Linked DNA regions of Mus musculus: region 1 is linked to region 2. Evidence: chromatin contacts called from public capture Hi-C data. All regions are on one chromosome and are shown on one strand. The core of a region is the stretch at or near the end of the contact, and the rest is flanking DNA. Distances in the headings are between cores, read along the strand shown.

Evidence for each region. Capture Hi-C pulls out chosen DNA fragments and counts their contacts.
Region 1: a capture Hi-C map of bone marrow-derived macrophages shows a contact between it and region 2, with 5 times the contacts expected there. The contact joins two enhancer-like sites. A contact is called at or near these places in 3 of 484 Hi-C or Micro-C datasets (the HL-1 cell line, cortical neurons and double positive thymocytes) and 4 of 9 other capture datasets (adipose tissue, bone marrow-derived macrophages, liver and 1 more).

Annotation. Positions count from the first base shown.
Region 1 is chrX:159,832,049-159,839,367 of GRCm38.p6, reverse strand. All of the region lies in intron 6 of Sh3kbp1 (SH3-domain kinase binding protein 1), which reads right to left. Among named protein-coding and RNA genes, the nearest start is that of Map3k15, 150 kb to the left of the region's middle. Within about 2 kb of position 3,892, at least 5 of the 459 cell types and tissues checked have an H3K27ac peak or open chromatin away from gene starts, as enhancers often do. A contact at or near this core is called in bone marrow-derived macrophages, where this site is marked.
Region 2 is chrX:159,647,076-159,653,868 of GRCm38.p6, reverse strand. All of the region lies in intron 1 of Sh3kbp1 (SH3-domain kinase binding protein 1), which reads right to left. Among named protein-coding and RNA genes, the nearest start is that of Sh3kbp1, 23 kb to the right of the region's middle. Within about 2 kb of position 3,643, at least 94 of the 459 cell types and tissues checked have an H3K27ac peak or open chromatin away from gene starts, as enhancers often do. A contact at or near this core is called in bone marrow-derived macrophages, where this site is marked.

The DNA.
Region 1 (7,319 bases), core at 2,643-5,142, 190 kb before region 2:
TCTGAGTAAATATGACACAGATCTGTTTATATACTACATACCTAAAACAAAGGTGGGGGCTACTTCTGGGTGTGAATGACAGATGTGATGCAAGTGCTAGGGAATTAGCATTTGGAATGCAGATAAGAAATCACCTTATCAAAACCTAATTAGGATGAGAAAGAACAGACCTGGCTGCCCAGAGGGATTTCAATTCATTTCTTTAGACTCTCCTCCCCCAGTAAAGTACAGCATAACTCCCCATTGGGTTTTCAGAGTGACTTCTTCCAAAAGAGTTTAGAATGGAAAGAAGGCAGAATGAAATAAAACAAGACAAGGAACCTTCCCAGGGGACAAAACTGTCCAAGCTCACCTCAGTCAAGGTGACCAAAGTCAACATTGAAAATGAAGTTACTTTGATATCATGAGCCCTCCGCATCTGATGTCACATGAATGAGCCTCCATCATGAGAAAACCTTCAGACAAATGGCCAATTGAACATTCTACAAAACTCAAAATTGCTAAGGTCACCAAAACAGGAGGAATCTTAGGAGTTAGGGTGATTAAATACAATGCAGAATCCTGAATGACACCCTAAAATTAAAGAAAAGGGACAATGAATAAAAACTAAGGGTACCTTAAGGGGTCTGTAACCCTATAGGTGGAACAATATGAACTAACCAGTACCCCCCAGAGCTCCTGTCTCTAGCTGCATATGTATCAGAAGATGACCTAGTCGGCCATCAGTGGAAAGAGAGGCCCATTGGTCTTGAAAATTTTATATGCCTCAGTACAGGGGAATGCCAGGGCCAAGAAGTGGGAGTGGGGGGAGAGGGGAGTGGGATGGTTGGAGGATTTTTGGGGTAGCATTGGAAATGAAAATGAAGAAAATACCTAATTAAAAAAATAATACTACTAATAAAAACAGGGTACCTGAATAAAGTTAGGGCTTTAATTAATAACCACCTAGTGGCATTGGCTTATACATTGCAACAGATATAATATGAATAGAAGCTGCTAACAATTGTGAGAGCTCTGCATGGGGTATGTAGAAATTCCGGTATTACTTTACCACCTCTCTGTAAACCTAAAATTATTCTACATGAAGAGCTAATTTAAAAACTAATTAGAAAAGCAACAAATTAAAAGGCGGACATGGTGGCATAAGTCTGTAATTGCAGTACTTAGAAAACAGACAGGAAGCTGAGGAGTTCAAGGCCATCTATAGCTTCATAGTGAGCTATAGGTCACTGTGGGCTACATGAGACCCAGTATCAAAGGATTTAAATAGATAAATACTAATTAGGGCAGGTAGGTGTGCACAACACCACACACCTATAGTCTCAGCATTTGGAGAGTGAGGCAGGAGGATTATAGGAGTTCAGGGCTAGCCTGGACTCATAGTGAGTCTGAATCCAACCTGGGCAACATGACAACTTATTTCAAAATAACAACGATAACAAAAAAAAACTAATTGGGAAGATGAATTTGTTGAAATGCATAGGTGTTATTTATACATATACACAATTATATGGGTGCATACACAAATGCAAATGTATTTAAACAATACCCTCCTAACTTATCCCCCGCTCCCCACCCCCATGGCTAGTTCATCTATGAGCAAAGACAATAGAATGCTGACTCTTGGCTTTCTGGTTCCCCAAACACACAGAACAATTTTCTTTGAAAGAAAATTTGGCTCATCTGTCAATTCTGCTGCCAACCGTGCCAATGGCAGCCTGGCTGCAAGTGTGTGCATGAGGTGGGCCCATCTGCCCCTTTCCAGGAGCTACTAGAAGCTCCTGGTGCCTGGCCAATTAGTCATCAACCACAGAGCCCTGGGCTGGCAACTCTGCCAGCTACTTCCTCTTCAATCTCTAGTCCACATTCTCAGGCACCTCCCTAGTTATCTCTCTAAAGTGCACAACTGAACTCCTCCACCAACATGCCAGCCCACCCAGGGAAAGCAGACTGGCAAACTCCTGTGGAAAGAGGCACCAGCTGCCTACCACCATCACAACCTGACCCTCCCTGAGCTCCGGCCCAATCTACCTATTTGCCCCTTCATTGTAATCATGCTTTCTCCCGATCCACACACATACCGTCAATCCTGTGACTTCCCATCATTTTTGAACACTCTTTTCCTTGAAAATATCTTTAGATACTCCCTTACTTTTCAGCATCCCAGGAAATTCCCTTCTGCCCGATTCTCACAGCAACTATGGACACAACTCTGCTAGTCCTTCTCCCTGCCTTATATGGTCCTTTATATATACAAGTTTCTCAGATCAAGGGACAATCTACCCAGGCATGGAGGTATATGCCTGTAATCCCAGAAGTTGGAAGGTAGAAACAGGAGCATCAACAGTTCATTATCATCCCCACCTACATAGTGGGTTAGAAATGAGCCTAGGGTCCATGGTAGCCTGTCTCAAACAAAACATAAATAAAAGGTTTTGAGACAATCCATGGTATCAGATGAGAAACCTAGAAATAATGACTGAGCCAAAGTATGACTTTGGTAAGAAGTGTTAAATACCAATTACCTAGATCATATCTACCTGACTCCTAATCAATAATCATCCGGGCAAACAAACAAGGAAAACCACTCTATACCTAATCTATAACTACAACATCTAGGTCAATTGTTTCTCCACTTTCATAATGCTGTGATTCTTCAATACAATTTGCCATGTTGTGGTGAGCTTCTCCAACCAGAAATTTATTTTCATTGATACTTCATTACTATAATTTTGCTAATGTTTATGAATCATAATATAAATATCAGATATACAGGATATGATATGTGCGGGATAGGATATCCACAGGTTGAGAACCACTGATCTGCATATACCACTCAGCTGATTGCTTTTGATGTGGATTGTCACCCATTCAGTCAGTCAGTCATAGAGAAATCTCAGGGTGCCACTGATGATCTGTACAAGAAATTTGGTGATGCTTCAGTAAATGAATACCTGAGGCAATTAATGAATAAATGGAAAGGGAATTTTCAGCTACACCACAAGCCCAGCAGGAGCACAGTGAGCTTTAGAGTTCTAACTGGATTAAGACAAAAGAGGGTCTTCACTTATCTTGTCAACAAACATTTACTGAAGACCAATGATACATAGTAGTTTTAACAATTTTTTTTCAAGGAATTGTAAATAGAGTGGTGACTAATGCAGACAAGGTCCCAAATTATGGCATTTACATTCTAGTGGCTGACATTTAAGACTTGGTAATATGAAACAAACAGTTGCCACAAATATAGCAAAATTCGAGTCTACTTTTTGGAGTTTCAAATCTTCCATAATCAAGATTTAAAAAAAAATGTCAGGCTGGAGAGATGGCTCTGTTGCTAAAGTGTTCGCCATGCAAACAAGAGGAATTCCTAGCACTCAGGTAGAACCAGGCACAGCAAGGTGAACCTATAATCCTGGTGCTGGGGAGGTACAGGCAGAGAGATCCCGAAAACCCATTGGCCAGCCAGTCTAACCAAACTGATCAGCTCCGGGTTCAGTGTGAGACCCTGGCCCAACAACTGAGGTGGAAGCTAGGCAAGGAGGCATTTGCCTTTTCACCCTAGCACACGGGGAAGTAGAGAAAAGCAGATTGCTGGGAGCTGGGAGCTAACCTGGTCTACAGATTGAGTTCCAAACCAACCAGAGCTACACAGTGAGACTACTTTAAAATAAGACTGAAGAAGACACATGGCAAATGAATTTATACACTACATGAAATCTCTCTCTCTGCAATGGTCCTGGAAAAGGTAACTATTCCTTTCTAGTAAAAAAGAACCTTAACTACGTGATTATTATATGATAAGTACTTTTCTAATCATTATACACATTTACTTAATCCTCGTGCTACCCGTAAGTGACAAATCATCTTGTTATTCTAATTTTAAAGATGAGGAACAGAAAGCTCTGAGTCACTAACTTGCCTTCTAAGGAAGCAGAGTTAGGATTTGAACCTGTCCTATCTGACCTGGCTGTTTAATAGCGTATGTGTGTGTGTGTGTGTGTGTGTGTGTGTGTACACTTTGACTTTAAACTCACTATGTAGCTGAGGGTGATCTTGAACTGTGTACCCTATAGCCTCCACCTCCAGGTAATTGACTTCTAACCATGCAGGAACACAGCTGGTTTACACAGTGCTGAGGATCGAAGCCTCGGCTTTCTGCACGCTGGGCTCTAGCTCCAGTCTGTAGAAATACAATAGTAAGAGCTCCTGAGACTGTGGCTCTTGGTAATGATCTGGCTGCGGTTAAAGATTTCTTGGAAAATACATTAGGCTGAGTGTTTCACAAAGTACACGTCGAGCATACATAAATAGCAGAAAACATCCAACCTGTCAAAAAAATAACCCTCGGGAGAGAGAGATGGCTCAGTACTTAAGAGCACATATTGTTCTTCCAGAGGACCAGAGTTTTATGCCCTTTATCAGGTGCCCTACAACCACATGTCACTCCACCTCCAGAGGATCTGATATGCTCTTCTGACTTCCAAGGGCAACTGCACTCACACAGGGAACATGGCTTGCTTGCACACACAGGCACACACACACTTAAATAATAATAATCTTTTAAAAACTGTAACATTGTTTCCCATTCCTTACCAACCCCCCTTTCCTTTTCCTAGACAAGGAAACATGGATACAATGGGAATAAATAAACTGAAGTCTAACAATCCCATATGTTTCACTTAACCAGTAAGCATCATAATACCATCTGCTCATTGAAAGCCACAGAGTTTGCAATCACTCTAAAGATGTCATATAATCATATCTTTCCATCCAACTGAGGAATATTCAATAATCTAAGTCTTAGATGAGTTTTTTTTTAAATCTTACCCAGTTGTGTTTTATTAGCCAAAGAATATATTAGCTCCTGGGCCTCACCAGAGCTTATTTCTCTTCAAAGGATTGGAGATTATGATTGTTTGAATGACAAAAGTCCTTATAGACTCATATATTTGAATCCTTGGTCCCCAGTTGGTAAAACTGTGTAGAAAGGATTAGGAGGTGTGGCATTGTTGGAGGAGTTGTGTCACTTGGGATAGGCTTTGAGGTTTCAAAAACACACATCATTTCCAGTTAGCTTGCTCTGTTTCCTGCTTGAGGATCAAAATGTAAACTCCCAGCTAGTACCCAGCACCATGTCTGGCTGACTGCTGTCACCTTCCCCAAAAGGATGCTGAAGGATTTTCCCTCTAAACTTTAAGCCCTAAATAAACTCTTTCTTATGTAAGTTGACTTGGTTGTGGTGTCTTGTCACAGCAATAGAAAAGGAACTAACAAGCATGGAGATTTCTTCTTTTAAAATTTTTAATCAAGAGAGAGAGAGGGGAAAGAGAGAACATTTTGTGTGTGTGTGTGTGTGTGTGTGTGTGTGTGTGTGTATGTATATATATATATATATATATACACATATACATACATACAAGTGCCGTAGCATTGTATAGAGGTCAGGGGACAGCTGGTGGGAGTAAGTTTTGTCCTTCCACCTTGGGGATCCTGGGGACCAAACCTGGGTCACTAAGCTTGATGGCAGGTAATTTTACCTGCTGAGCAATCTTCTTGGCCCCAGATCTCTTATTTACAATAGAGACTATTACTTTTGTTGTTTGTTTGTTTGTTTGAAATATGATTTTGCTATGTAGCATTAGATAGCACTGGAAATTATATAGACCAAGCTGGCCTTGAATTTGCAGTGGTCACCCACCTCAGTCTCTAGTATTCTGGGAATACAGACATGAATACTGTATTCAGCTAAGACTGTCACTTGTTACTTATCTGGTTTAATTCTACTATGAAGTTTAATGAATTTTTACTAGAATGGATAAAAAGACTATCAGAGATATGAATGAAAATATTAAAATTCTCTTAACTACAATTTGGCAGATTGAAACAATTGATTTGCAAATTTCCATTTACATACAATTTAAATTTTAATTCTCTGCCACAGGCAAATGTTTCAATGTTGATACCATAAAAGGCATTAATTCGAGTGACTGTAATTCTATAAATAAGATTCATGTTGACAGGAGTTAAAAACAGAGACTGCCACAAATAAAAACTAGTAAAAAATAACAACAACAACAACAATAACAAAATCCTTTCAAGAAAGAGATGTCAGAAGTCACTAAGAGAAATCAACTAAACCAGGAAGGCATAGGAAAAAAGTTCCTGACAGGATTCTCTGTAAGAAACATTATATATGACCAACCTGTCAAACCACAATGCTTCGAGATATCTTTTCCAACCAGTCTAAAAAGACTGGTTCCCAGATGATTAGAGGAGCCGAGACTAGTCATGCCTTTAGAGTCCAAACATGGACTAAGTTGGCACAGAAAGCGATGACTATTCTATATAGAAAGCCATACCAAGTGAGGTCCTGGGCCTCACCCAAATCTCTGCAACTTACCGACAATTGTATCACACCCACCCCTCCTTTACCTAAGTGTTTGATGTAGAGTAATCATCTGAGTGACTCACCAACAAGTGCTCTAAACTGCTGAGCCATCTCTCCAGGCCCTACGAACATATTCTAACTAAGCATAATTTTAATGGAAACATTTTGGCAAAAGTTCCCTTTCCTGTAATCTCTATTAAATAAAATTTGTAACATACACAAAAATGGAGCATACATCAAACTCCCATGTATGTGTCACTTGCTTTCAATTACTATCAACTCATGAGCTAGATGGTATAAGCCTGTAATCCTAGCATTTGAAAGGCAGAGGCTGGGGGGCCAGAAGTTCAAAAAATATCAACTCATCACCAATCTTGTCTTCTCTACATCATTTCATCTGTAAATATTTCAGTTAAATGGTACATTACACAAATTATTCACAGGTATATCTATGTTTTAGTATTATGTGGGGTCCCTCTTATATCTTAAGAGGAGGAGCAAGAATAACAATATGCCCTGGCTTTTGTTTGGCTGGCTAGTTTGGCTGACTGGAACTGACTAAGGACATCAGGTGAGCCTTGACTTTTCAATTATACTGCCTCAGTCTCCCAAGTGCCAGGATAAAGGTGCATACTACCAAGCCTGCCTTCACTATTTCTTTGTTTCAGGGTTGGTAGAGGGCTTTTTCCACTGACATGTAATCTTTAAGTGTTACTTATTAAACATACATGGATAGGGGCTTGGGGGATGGTTCAGTTGGTAAAATGTCTGCCATGCAAGCATGAGGCCCTAAGCTCAGATATCTAGTATCCACAAAAAATTTAGATATGGTAGAAAATATCTATAACCCCAGCACTGGGAGGCAGAGACAGACAAAACATGGAGTTTACTGGACAATCAACCTGATCAACAAGTGAGCTTCAGATTC
Region 2 (6,793 bases), core at 2,394-4,893:
GGAGGATGGCAAGTTGAAGGTTCAGCCTTGGCTGCATAGCAAGAACTTATCTCTTAAAAGAAGCATGGTAGTAGACACCCATAATTCTAGGACTTGGGAGGTATTAGCAGGAAGATAGGGAGTTCAAGGTCTTGGCTACACAGGAAGCTTAATGTCAGCCTGGACTATACGAGACTCTGCCTTAAAAAAAAAGTCTGCATAAACAATGGAACTCTAGCAAATGTGAGTGCAAGGGAAAATATCCCTATTAATAACAACAATGGCATCTTCTTTATATACTAATACCAAGCCTTACCAAACTTTTATAGATATAGCAATTTTCTTCCTTTTTAAAGGTGATATCTTTCTAGATAGTCAAAAAATGATTTTTTTTTTATAAGAAAGAATGAGCATCAAAGCATCTGGGTATCATGATACATGCCTCTGATCCCAGCATCTGGGAGGCTGAGACAGGATGATCAGTCACTTCAAGTCCAAGGCTAGCGTGTACCACATAGTGAGCTCTAGGCCACGCTAGAGGAAACAAAGCAAAAGCCTTAACTAACAAACAAAAAGGACAGCTGGGTGTGCTCATATCCAAGACTTTAATCCTAAGAACTGGGAAGCAGAGGCAGGCAGATCTCTGTGTTTAAGGCGAGCTTGGGCTACATACTGAGTTCCAGACCAGTCAGCAATACACAGAGAAACCTGGTCTCAAAAAGCTAAAAATAAAATGACAGAAGGAAGGAATGACAGAATCACAGAACTAAAAGCAAATCTAGATCTTGCTTCCAAAAAACAAATTTTTTTTTCCATGCATGTAAACTTTACTACACAATTTATTCCAGTCTCAATCAAAAGTTCTCAGTGATTTGTTTTATATTTAATCATGGCATTCCACATAGATTGGTGTCAACTGCCAAAATATGCAACAAACAAAAGCATATGAATAATTTGGACCAGGAAAAGCACAGTGTGAAAAAAAATGGGGGGGCTGGATAGATGGCTCAGTGGTTAAGAGCACTCACTGGCTGCTCTTACAGAGGACCCGGGTTCTGTTCCCAGCAACCACATGCCTTTGTGTACAAAGGTACTTTCAGGCTAAGACTAAGCATGGTCACAAGAAACAGGTTTCTTTTTTCCCTAATGGAATAGAAAGAAATATAAAATAACAGATTTTTATCAAATACTTGTGGTGTAATCACAAACTTCAAGCATAAATAAAGATGAGGTCAAAATGTAAAATATGTCCTTTTTCTTAAGATGGTTTCACTAAGGCTGGCCTTCAACTCACAATCCTCCTGCTTCTACATGGAGCATACTAAGTATTACATGTAATACACAATACTACACTATATATTATGAATATATCATTTCTTGTTAGGAAATGCAGTCACAAAGATGTAAAAACACTGAGAAGACTAAAGTGCCTTCATTTCCAACTCAGCTGTTCTCTCTTGGCTTTGGGGTTGCAGAATGTGCTAGCTTCTCCCCAGCCTGCCCTCCACCGCAGTGAATTGTGATCGTGAATCCTATCCTGCTGTCTCTCTACTGCCCAAGTTAGGGTTTTATTGCTGTGGAAGAGACACCATGGCCAAGCCAACACATTGTCAAATGGAGGATCCTTGAAAGCTAAGTCAAAGAGGCAAGACACAGACTAGTAAACACTATGATGCTACCTACATAAGGAACATGGACTAGGCAACAATCATAGAATCAGCAAGGAGACTAGCAGTGAAGAGAGGCCAGAGGAGGGGTCATTTGGAGACTAACTACTAATCGAGGATAGGATAGATGAGATAGACTATATGAGAGTTATGGAAATGTCCTGAGAATAGTAACAACACACCTGTGAATATACTTGATGCCACCAAACTCCTCATTTCAAAATTGTTAAAAGTTATTCAGTAAGCTTTCAGCTGAAGGAGAGTGGAGACAAGTATATGGGTGAATTTGGAGGGAGGGAAGAAAAAGAAGAAAAAAGGAGAAATGTTCTAATTATATTAATCACAAAAATGAAATAAGATTTTTAAGTAACCTCAATCCAGTCACGAGAAAACACAATTGTAGAACAGTTACCCAAATAACTAATCAATATGCTTCAGAACTATCAAGGTCGTGACAGATGGAGGAACTGTCACAGACAGTGGGAGTCCAGGATGGAACAACAACCAAATGAAAGGTAAGATTCTGGACAGGATTCAAGACAAGAATTTTTTAAAAGGACCCCAGTCAAAAACCTGATGACATTATATAATACTTTCAATATAACAAATAGTATTATGCCAATGTTGGTTTCCCAATTCTAACAAGAACATAAACATAACTATGATTATGAAAGATGCTAGCCAACCATACGGAAAACTGGGTGGGAGCTATGTGAAAGCCCAATATCACTTTTGCATCTTTTCTGCAAGACTGAAGTCTGTTCAAAATAAAGTTTTTAAAATTTACTTTTAACTTATGTACATTGGAGTTTTGCATTCATATGTGTCTGTGTGAGGGTGTCAGAAGTCCTGGAACTGAGTTGCAGACATGTGTGGGCCACCATGTGGTTGCTGGGAATTGAACCCAGGTCCTCTGGAAGAACAGACAGTGCTCTTAACTGCTGAGCCATCATCTCTCTAGCCCCTCAAAATAAAGTGTTAAAAATCAACTCATGCTTTCAAAAAAAAAGCAGTAAAATATATTCTGGTTTATTAATTAGCTTTAATTCTTAACCAAAAATGCTGGATTCACACTCGAAGTACTCATATCAGAAACAAATGCCCCTCCCAGGCATGGTGGGCCAGCAGGAAAGACTAATCAGAGTTTACTGGCTGCAGCTGATGAACCATCAACATGAGCAATGGCCCTGTGACCCATGAACTGGGGAAAACACTGTAATGGCATGCTGATTCTTGTAAGAACTACAGCGAAGAATCTACAAAGCTCAGCACTCTGCCCTCTTCAGAAAGTACTGTGTCCGGGCCCATGTTTGGCTAGAAAATAAAAGCCCTGGCCTCCTTCTGGGGGTTAGCTGAATTCTGCCACTGTCACACAGAGACACTGTGACTGGGAACTTAGCACAGCTTCCCTGTGCCTTCCGACTAACACGAGTCGGGCGTGGCTAGAATATTCTCTGATCATAAGGCTGTGGGAAATGACCCTCAAAGTTCCCTTCTATTGTGTCCCAGGAGAGCATGACAGTTCTTCAAAGTACAACCCAGCATAGGTCAGTTCACAGCAGAGTCTACCTTAGGAGTCTGAGAAAACGGCCAAGGCTCTGTGAATCTGTACAAGTCCGTTTGCAACCCCCAGAGCAGAGCTCTCCTGGGACTAGATTACATGGGCTGCTGCTCTCCCTACCCCCCACTGCAAGACTCAGCGCTCATGCTTGAAGCCTTTGTGTTTCGGTGGCAAAAGCACAACCCGTATCTAAACAGAGACCAAATGTATTCAGTCTAGAGTCTCCGCATAACCTCAAGAGAGGAACCAGTTCCAAAGCACAGGATAAAAAAGGCCCCTCTTTTTCCTTTCTTTAGGTCAAATGTAGCCAACCCCATCTTCTATTTTCTTTCTCCCAAGGGACTGACTCGACTGCCATTTCCTGTCTTCATCTTCCTGCTTCCTCCTTACTCACTGGCTGGCCAGCCCAGCTGTGACTCGTCAGCTCCACTCCATGCCCCCCTTTAACAGCACGCCACCGTGAGGCTCTAGCCCGAGGGCAGCCTGCCTCTCATGAGCCATGGTCTGAGAACTGCACCTTCTTAATTTCCTGCAGTGCTGTAAAGACGGAAGCTATCCTCCACCATGAGCTGCTACTGACACCATTGCCCACTACGTGATGAGAACAAAAAGTCCCCAGTAAACTATCTAGAGTAATGCATCCCCAACACTGCCCACATATGAAATTCCAAGGACCTGTGAATAACCAGCAAGTTGCCAACAAGGTTGCCAGTCAGTTGGCATTAAAATGGGGAGATTAATTAACCTGGATTCTCCAGGTGAATCTCACATTATGGAAGACACACTGAAAGAGGTCAGAGTGGTGAGATGCTAGCAGAGTTCACCTTCTTTGAAGACTCAGAAAGGAAACATGAGCAGCTGGGGTCAAAAACAAGAGATTTTTCACTAGTTCCCAGTAAGAAACACAGCCCTGTCAATACCTTCATACTAAACACATGAGACCCACATCAGACTCCTATAGAACTGGGAGACAATACACTTGTGTTGGGTTTGTAGTAATTTGTTAGGGCAGTGTGGTGCTTTGAATAAGAATGGCCCCCATTGGCACATAGATTTGGATGCTTGCTCTTTAGTTTACGAAACTGTTTTGAGAAGCATTAGGAGGTGTGGCCTTATTGGGTGTGTCATTGGGGGCAAGTTTTGAGCTTTCAAAATCTCCCCTTGTCTCTCTCTCTCTCTCTGTCTCTCTGTCTCTCTCTGTCTCTCTCTCTCTCTCTCTCTCTCTGTGTGTGTGTGTGTGTGTGTGTGCCTCTGCCCTGTACTTATGGATTATAGTGTAAGCTCTCTGCTGTTCTTGCCACCACCATACCTTTGCTCTGCCATCATGGACTCATCCTCCGAAGCCATAAGCCCCAAAATAAATAAATTATTTCTTCTGTAAGTTGCCTTGGTCATAATGTCTTATCACAACAAGAGATATGTAAATAAAACAGGTAGCAATAGGAAACATAAAGTCCTACTTACGAAATGCCATAGCAGCATGTTTGGGGCCTAATGAATAAGCAAGTTTTACTTAAGTAAATCTATCTATGCAAAATCCACAGCATTTTCATGTCTTGTCTGAAAACCTAGCTCCATGCCCATAGCTACTATCAGTCTTCATTCCCCTAGCCTTAATTCCAAAAACCAGAGTCCAATAACTAAAAACACGTGTGTTTTTATGTCACAGGACAGGTTCTAAATAGAACACTTTGCTTGTGCCATTTTATGAGGTATCAGTTTGACACAAATCTTTAAAAAGAAAACCCACTCAGAGTTATTTTTGTAAGTGAAGGTGGGCAAGAACGGGGATAGTAAAATAAGATTATTACTTAGGCAATGAGCAATGCAAGGTAAGCCTCTTCTTATCATTTAACGCAACACTTTGCAACTAGAGATGATGACACCAATTTCCTTTTGAGACCCACTGAAGCTCACAGTGTCTGAGTCCCAGTCTCAGGGTTGCTTGCTCTTCAGGAGCCTCAAAGGGTTGGGTTTTTTTTTTTTTTTTTAATGCAAACTGTTCTTATGGCTATTGGTTTAGCTGGTGCCATGAGCTCGTAAAGAGCCAGAATGAACTCTTTTGAACATCATTTTCTTGTAGTGAGTACCCTAAATCCACAGGGAGACAGAACCCTCCTTAAATGGCAGATTCGGCTAAAAGAGAGCAAACATGGAAATTAGCACTGTTCTTTCGTTCAATTTGGGTCTCCTAAACTCCTTCCAACTAACTGAGAGGGAAAGTTTAAACTCAGATAGGGCCCATCTGACAAAGGTCTTGCTCATTGATTCCAGTTGCCTGCACTTGAAAGGAGTTAGGGCTAACAGAGGATAACCTAAAAATAAAAAGTAATGATTTCCAATGCCAGGACAGTTGGGCCACTTAAGCTCTACTTTCAGTAAGTCTCAGTTGCCTAGGAAGCAGACATATGGCTCCTCCCGTTCTCCAAAGTGTACTAACATCCAAAGGTAGAGCTGTCTAGGACACATGAGATGGTCCCTAAAGGAGTGGACACACATAACATCCAAAGCAGGTTCACTCAACATTCATTGTCAACATTCAAGACAATCCAAAGAGACTCAGCATCCTACTACCATCTCCACCATTACAGACTGTTTGCATGTGAGGCCAGCTGATGGGAGCTTCCACTGCCAGTTTAGAAGATGAAAGACTGTGTTTTTAGCGGGGGGGGGGGGGGGCGGGGGGGGAGAGGCATTTTTTAAGCAATTACTCCCTAATGAAAAGAAATGAACTCTGCTGTAAATGGCAGTGTCTGGTTCAAGATAAAAAGTTTGAGTCCAGTCAGTGAAGGAAAGAAGAAAAACATCCCTCATTTGAGGCCAGCCAACTACACTTCCCTAAAATGCAGGATGAACGCCCTGTAGAAATCAGCCCATGGGTTCTCATATCTGAGATGGACTCTGCACAGCCAGGCACACGAATTCGCTTCATTACAGGCCCAAGAGGAAGTGTGGAAAGCCTGAAGGCTGACCACAACTTAAACTGATAAAGTAGAACCTTCTATGGCAAACTTCGGAGGAGACAGCAACAAGGTCCGAGCTTTACAGGAGGCTGACCACCAATAGGGTCATCTCTTGGTAATTTCAATACAAAAGGAACTTCTCTTAATGATGAGTCAAGGACCAAGAAAAGATTCCCATGCATATGAGGCAAGTGATCTGGGGGGTCATAAATTCTATCCCAATGTCAAAATTCTCCCATGCCTACTTTTTTAGGTCATTTGCAGGGAAATTACTTCCAAATACATAAATATGCCTTACAACATGGCCAACAGTAAGGAAGACTACAGGCAGTAATGACTTTCTCAGTTGCACCTGACCACCAATCTCAGGCCAATGGAAGCCAATAAGGCATGTAATTAAATGATGATTTCTACCCTGGTTTGGGAAAATGATACTCTGCCTTTAGACTCATGTTTCTTCTCATTCAACAGTTTTTTTTTCCTTTTGCCACCCATTATAGGTAACACACCATGTGAATTTGAAGGCTGTTATCATGGCCTGACAACCAGGGGGCAGGGACAATGTACACAGAGCATGAAGGTTGGGGTCCTTAAAGTCCCTGGGTTTTGTCAACCAACATGTG